Regions from separate parts of the Mus musculus genome. Here region 2 is linked to region 1. A link is a contact called in public HiChIP or PLAC-seq data. All regions are on one chromosome and are shown on one strand. Each heading gives the region's core, a stretch centred on a gene start, on an enhancer-like site or on the middle of the called end of the contact. The rest is flanking DNA. Distances are from core to core; before and after follow the strand shown.

Region 1 (3,460 bases), core at 298-2,797:
TAAACAACAGGCCCATTCTCAAAAATATTTCAGTCGCATCTAACAAGGCTGCCATCTTGACTGGAGATCCCCGGGAGAAGAGAAGGAAGAAGCAAGCACAGCGTTCAGCATACAGTCAAAAGTCCCTAAGACAGTGATGCTGTCATTTCAATGAACCACCTTGGGTAGGACACTTGACCCCTCTGACCACAGTTCTTCCATCTTTACAGGTCCCAGAATGAAAAGATTGGGTGGAACACCGTTGTTGGAAGAGCTGAGGGTGAGTCCCTTCAGTGTGACGTGTTCTCTACCTGCTCTCTAGTAGCAAAAGTCTCCCTCAGTGGGGGTCCCATTGCAGGGGCCGAAGGGCTCCATTTCACAAGCCTGGTAGAATTAACTCCTGGCTCCCACCCTGCTCCAGTGCCCGTCTCCAGCCTCGCCTCATCTGGAATAAGAGTGACTTCAGGAATCCACCTCAATCCCTCACACTCTACTCCTGGGCTGGCGTCCACGGCCGGCCGTTTGAGAACCACGGCTCATGACAGTCATCTGCCTCACTCGAGAGTAGAGTAGCTGTCAGAACGCTGGACATGTACAAACACATTCAGAGGACTTTCCGTAGCATTCGGGGTTTTTAAAATTAATTTTCTTAAGTTAGCATACAAAGTCACAGGGAAGCCATTTCACCATTTCCTTCCATGGGACATTGTCCTGTTTGTAGGCATCCACCTCCGCCATGGCCCTTCACCACCACCCACAACCTTACCTGTCTCATCTGAACCAGTCCCTGCCTGCTTCTTGTCACCTGTATTCCTTTAACCCTTTGTTTCCTTCTGCCTTCCCTCTCCTTTAGCATTTTGTTAAAAAATCAAAACATTTTTTTTTAAAATACTATAAAGAAAAGTTTAAACTATCATATTTGGAGCCCAGTATAATTATTTTTTTAAAAGAATTATTTATTTTATGTATATGAGTACACTGTCGCTGTCTCCAGATACACCAGAAGAGGGCATCTGATCCCATTACAGATGGTCGTGAGCCACCATGTGGTTGCTGGGAATTGAACTCAGGACCTCTGGAAGAGCAGTCAGTGCTCTTAACCACTGAGCCATTTCTAAAGCCCCCCAGTTTAATTCCTAAGCAATATGTTGGAAAAGCTAAATAAATTTCGTGTTTTATTTTGGGTTTGGGAGGTGGTTTGTTTGGGTGTCGTTGTTTCTGTTGTTTTGTTCTCCATCAGGGGTCTCACTACGAAGTCCTGACTGACCTTGAACTCAAGATCATTCTGCCTGAGTGCTAAGATAATATGCCTGCCCACTGTGACTGGCTAACTACAATTTGCTTAAGGTTGTGAGCACCCCACCCCCACAGGCAAAGCATTCACTTTGCATAGGAAACCTTTGCAGTGACCCTGTGGGTGTCATTTTCCTCTCTTCCTGGAGACTCCGAAGGTCTCTGCTGTATCAACAACAATGGGCGGGAAGGGTTTCTCAACATTTGCATAATTAATTAGCAACCCTGGAGTTTCCCCCGGCTTCTGGTGGGGGAAATGGATCTCTGCTTCTTTAAGGCTCTGCGGGGCTGTCTGCTCTGGCGACGCAGGCAGGGCAGGCTCTGCCGCAGCGGCTCATCCCATCGCTAAGGTCCAGTTAGCCAAGGTGGAGGATGGGAAAAGAATGGAGCTGTCCCAGCTCCTCAATGAGATCAGGGCAAACTATGAACAGCTCCTCACCAGAAATCAGATAGAGACGGTGTTGTCGACGCGGATCCAGGTAATGATTTCATTCAGCCAGGCACCTTCAGGATAAGGAGACAGTCCATGTCTACCCGATTCCTGTCCCGGCCTCTCTGAGGTACAGTATCTCCTTTTCCACGCAGCATCTACTGGGGAGGCGATGTAGGTGTTCCTGCACTGGGTCTGGGGTGGCAGGCAGGGAGAAAACCCTTTGGCTGTGCTGTTGAATAACCATTCAATAAATATTGATTGATGCATTGGGATTTTATAGAGATCGTAAGGTGACCGTCATTACTAAAACATGGAGTCAACAAGCAATAAAATGGTGCTCTCTGACCTCTTTGGGTTTTTTTTTTTTTTTTTTTTTTTTTTTTTTTTTTTTTTTTTCAGGAAGGAAGCATTCCAAACAACTCTTCAAAGATATTATGGAGTTAATTATAGAGGCAATTTAAATAACATCTGTAGACTCCAAGCTTGATAGTCAAGATTGTTTGCCTTGCACACTCTGGGGGGAGACAAAAAGCAAGAAAAATATTTCTAGAAGGTTTCTATCATATTTCCCAAGCACTTGGTTTCATACTGACTGTTATAAATAGAATCAACTGAGCATGTGAATGTGGCTTTGAGAACCAAGAATACAGATCTGACAATCAAAATCCCCCCAGCTGAGTAGTGAGAGACTCTACACTTAAAAGTAGCCATTTTTGCTTTGGGGGTAGAAGAACTGTTTACTTCCGACACAAAGCTTGCAAGATATTTAAAATAAATAAATGAAACAGAGCCAACTCAGACCAAGGCTCAATTCAAATCCTGTCTACTCAGTTTCAAAGTAATACCTGCCTTTAATAATTAAGGCCTCAAATTTAAATAAATTTAAAAGCAAATATTTGGGAAACAAAGTTTCAGAAACTCAGGACGGTTTTATTAGCTTACCTCTTATACCCGGGTTCAAATTGTATTCCCAGCACCTGGACACAGCAAAGAGTTTACTTAAGAACAGGGCCAAAAAACAAAAACAAAACAACAACAAAAAAATGATAGCTAAAAAAAAAAATCACAGGACTTTGTTTCGTTAGTAACTTATTGCAATATCATTATAAATTTTGCCTGTGGGTAATAGTCTTGGTTTTTAAAAAGAATGATCAGTTCAACGGATTAAACAAGGTCACCGGGCTCTTGGCTTAGATGGAGGAGAAGTTTGTTCTCTTCCCACGTGATAGAGAAAAATATTAAGAGAGGACAACTTTTGAAAATCATAAACCAAATAAAAATTTTGCAAAGTAAACTTATAAGTTGAATTTACAAGTCCCAGTGCTTGAAGTGACTTTGAATTTAAAAAAAAAAAAAAAAAAGCAAAACGTTTTGTAACATAAAAGTTCTTGAGAGAAATGTGTTTTCCCAAGTAACTCACAAAGTCGGTTTATTATATTATTGTAACATATGCAAAGCCCTGGGTTCAAGCCCTAGAACGATGCAAGTAAATCCGGAAAATAAACATACAGTTGCTTTGGCTAACAAGTAGTGCATAGTAAGTCACCTCCCAAAACTCAACAACCTAACATTTAGACCAACGCATCCTGTCTTGTAATTCAGTAGGATGAGGAGGCTGGGGGATGGGGACTCTGGGTGGTGCCCTACTGACTGGCATAACCAAAGTGACTGGCTAATGTGTTTGGGACCTTGGCAAGAGCTTACTGGAAGGCTAGCCTGAGATCCTTGAGCCTGCTACCTGCCCCCTCCACGTGG
Region 2 (3,460 bases), core at 330-2,829, 690 kb before region 1:
CCAGCCCTAAGTCATCGCGGATGTCCTGACCACACTCTGATACCGCCAAGTTCCTGCTTCCCCGTGTAACTGCCTAAAGAATGTGCAATTCTATTGCCCCACCCCTCCCGCTGATAAGTACCTGTACTTCCCCTCTTGCTTGTGCAATTCTACTGCCCCATCCTTCCTGCTGAAAGGTACTTCCCCTTTTGCTTGTGCATTTAAACCTTGGGCCTGGCTAATACATTGGAACCTTGATGCAAACTCAGAACGTTTCTGTGTCATTATTCGCACAAGGTTCTCGTCTCTCTCTATCCCCCAATTTGGTTCTTAGGAGAAGGTCCCCTCGAGACTCTCGAATAACTGGACCTGCTGGATGGGTCAGCTATGTGATCCGCTTAAATGATGTGTATAAAAGCCAGACAGAAAAGAAGGGAACAGACCATTGGTTTATGGGAGCAGAGGTTGGAGGAACTATGAAGATAGCAATCAGTTGGTATTAGATTTCATTTGTGCCAGATAAAAACCTTTCATGGATCTGATGTTGAACAGCATGCTGAGTGTCACTGATACAAGGGAGCCTCGTTGAGTATTTAAACATCTTTTGATTAAGTAGATTTGACATGAAGTGACTTATCAAAATATAATGACAGACAATATGGAATGAATGGCAGCAGAGAGTTTATTTGAATTACTTGTTTCTAGTGATACAAATCGGAAGTGAGCAGAAAGAAGAAAAAGAGTACACAAAAATTGGGGGTAACCCAGAAGAAAATACAGGTTAAATAAAGTTACATTTTAGGAAGTTATTTGATGAAAGATGTAAAGATCCTGGCCCAGAACTTTAACTGATGCCAGACCTTCATATCAGCCATCCAGGAAGACCATCCACAGTCTCAGGAGATGAGAGGCTGAGGGTGAGGGACTCCATCCTTTCTCAAAGCATTTCATCTCTTAAGAAAGACTCCATTTGTCAGGTCCCCTGGTGAGAACATGAAGTTGGCCAGCAAAGGTTAAGAGGTGGCTTCGTGCACACAGGGCATGCCAGCTCTCGCAGGAGCATGGCTTTGTTCCTTTGGGAGCTGGTCATCAGTGGGAGATGGGCACACACAGCAGGGCTGGCAGCAGGGTGTGCTGCAGCCAATGATCACACAGGAGGGTTTAAAGGAGATGGTCTTGCAGCAGCTGGTTTCACAGCAAGTTGGTTGGCAGCAGAGCTGGAAGAGGCTAGGCTGGCAGCAGGTGGGCACGCAGCAGCTGGGCTGGCAGCAAGGTGTGCTGCAGCAGATGGTCACACAGGTTGGCTTGCAGCAGTTGCTGTCACAGGAGGCAGGGTCACAGCAGGTTGGTGGACAGCACAGCTGGGAACAGCTGTTGACAGTCTTGGTGCTGTGGCAGCAGATAGACTTGCAACAACAGGGTGTGCTGCACCAACTTGGGGCGCAGCAGATGAACACAGGGCAGCTGGATTCAGAGCTGGATTCAGAGCTGCTGGAGGTCCTGCAGGAGGTGGTCTTGCAGCAGCATGGCTGACAGGTGTGGGTCATGGTGTCAGGAGAGGAGGGTGATAGTCTATTCCCAGGTGAGTTTTACACAATGTAGCAAGTTCTTCCAGTCAGGGCCTTTTATACAACAGGCCTCCAAGGTTTGGACCAATCAGAAGGAGGTTTCTTTCTTGTTTATTATTTTCCATATTTAATTTGTGTTCATCAAGGAAGAATTCCTTACCCAATGCTCTGAATCATTTGCAAGCATTCATTACTTATCTGGTGATAACTTACTTGAAGACTTACTTGAAGTTTTTCCAACAAATCAGGGATTCATCCCACCAGTTTTGTTATAACTCTGATGGTCATCTGGGCCTTCGTTAGCTCCTGACTGTATGGCAATATCAAGATTACTGTATTCTTGCAACCTTCTCCCCATATCCCTACTTAGAAGTATAAATGTCTCTGCATATGAGTGTGGTGTATTCACAATCATGGACTCCACACCTATTTCCCTGTCTTTTTGCCCGCAATGTCCAATTCCAAACTGTCTTAGCTGTCAATCTCTGTGTAAATTCCTCTCACTGTGTATCTGAGGCATAGTAAGGGTGCTGTGAGCTAGGGTTTCTGGAACAATGTGTTTCATAGCAGAGTAAGCATAGTAAACCAATACTGGAGGAATGAAAACAAGCAAACGAAGGAACAAACAAACAAACACCCAGCACTTAGGAATAAGCAGACATCAGGGGATGTGTGGGTGAGCATGAGTCTTGACTCTGACTGGGGCAGCTCCTGGGGTAGATGTACTTTTAGCTTTAGAGCCAGACAAACTGGAGTGGGCAAGATGACTCCAGTGCACAGGGGCTGTCTGCAGCATCAAGGATCTTAGACTGGTGATCTTTCCCATGATTCTCTTTTACTTCTAACCCTATCTCTCTGTCCGGCCTTTCTCCTTCAGTTTCCATTTCTTTTCTTTCTATTCCATGAAGGAATCATGTACCTAATTTATTACCCATTTCACCTGTGAGGACCAAGATATGCCCCCTTCCTTTTCTACTACTCATACTAATAAATGTAAATTATTAATTTCTCATTTGAGAGAATAAAGAGCAAACACAGCCATACCAGTATTAAAGAAATGGAAACCAACCCAGTTCCTACAAATCATTTCATGTCACTCACCCCCAAAGGCTGTTCCTACTACCATCCAGGGTCTGTTTGTCGTCCAGTCCTGGGCATCATGTTTAACCTCAATGCCAATCAAAATCATTCTGTCTTTGTTCATAGGATGATTGTGACAATCTTCACCATCCTGACCCCAAGTTTGCTTGCTCTGATTCCTGTGTACTTTTCAGCTGGATGAATTTGACACAGCTCATTGGCTGAAACTTTTTCGTAGAAAATAATTTGGGACTATTCATTACCATGCTGCCACAAGTGTTTGTGTTTTAGATGCTGCTGCTGACTGTACAGAACTGGGTACCTGGACACTTGCTTCTCACTAAATGCTTGTGCATTCCTTTGCAGGAGCCTAAGCCTTTTTCACTAGGTTTATTCTTGGATATTTTCTTTTTTATTGCCCTACATGGGTTTCAATTTATAACTTTCATTTTTGTTTCTTATGACATATGGAAAGTCACTTCTACCCTCTCTCCTGGCCCCTGTGGTTTCCTCTGGAATCATTTTCTCTTCCCAAATAGTCCTACTGTTCTTTCCTGTGCTCTCCCCTCCTTCGATGAGGAAACATGAATTCTGTCTTTTTGAGTCTGAATTACTTAACAAGACGATCTCAAATTTAACCCATTTTCTGGCTAGTGACAACATTTGTCCTTCCTTATGTATGCTATGTTTTATTTATGAATTTGTCCACTGACAGACACGAAGCTGCTTCTTTGTTTTATGTATTGCATAGTCGATTAGATTGCTCATATGGTGGTTCTAATTTTAGGTTTTTTTTTTTAAAGATCTTACAAGCTAATTTCCATACAGCTTGT

Evidence for each region. HiChIP or PLAC-seq counts read pairs in DNA pulled down with a chosen protein or histone mark.
Region 2: a contact with region 1 is called in an H3K27ac HiChIP or PLAC-seq map of embryonic stem cells, with 3 times the contacts expected there. The contact joins the promoter of Krtap31-2 here to the promoter of Krt222 in region 1. A contact is called at or near these places in 1 of 115 datasets of contacts at active chromatin or transcription factors (embryonic stem cells) and 1 of 9 other capture datasets (embryonic stem cells).

What each region holds. Positions count from the first base shown.
Region 1 is chr11:99,242,234-99,245,693 of GRCm38.p6, reverse strand. Krt222 (keratin 222) reads left to right here and starts at 1,547. Exons shown (of 6, transcript NM_172946.3): 1 at 1,547-1,751. The coding sequence starts at 1,656. It overlaps Gm32385 (a long non-coding RNA gene), which reads right to left and starts at 1,799. Exons shown (of 4, transcript XR_389025.3): 1 at 1,712-1,799.
Region 2 is chr11:99,934,410-99,937,869 of GRCm38.p6, reverse strand. It overlaps Krtap31-2 (keratin associated protein 31-2), which reads right to left and starts at 1,579. Exons shown (of 1, transcript NM_001025244.3): 1 at 645-1,579. The coding sequence starts at 1,526. The coding sequence ends at 993.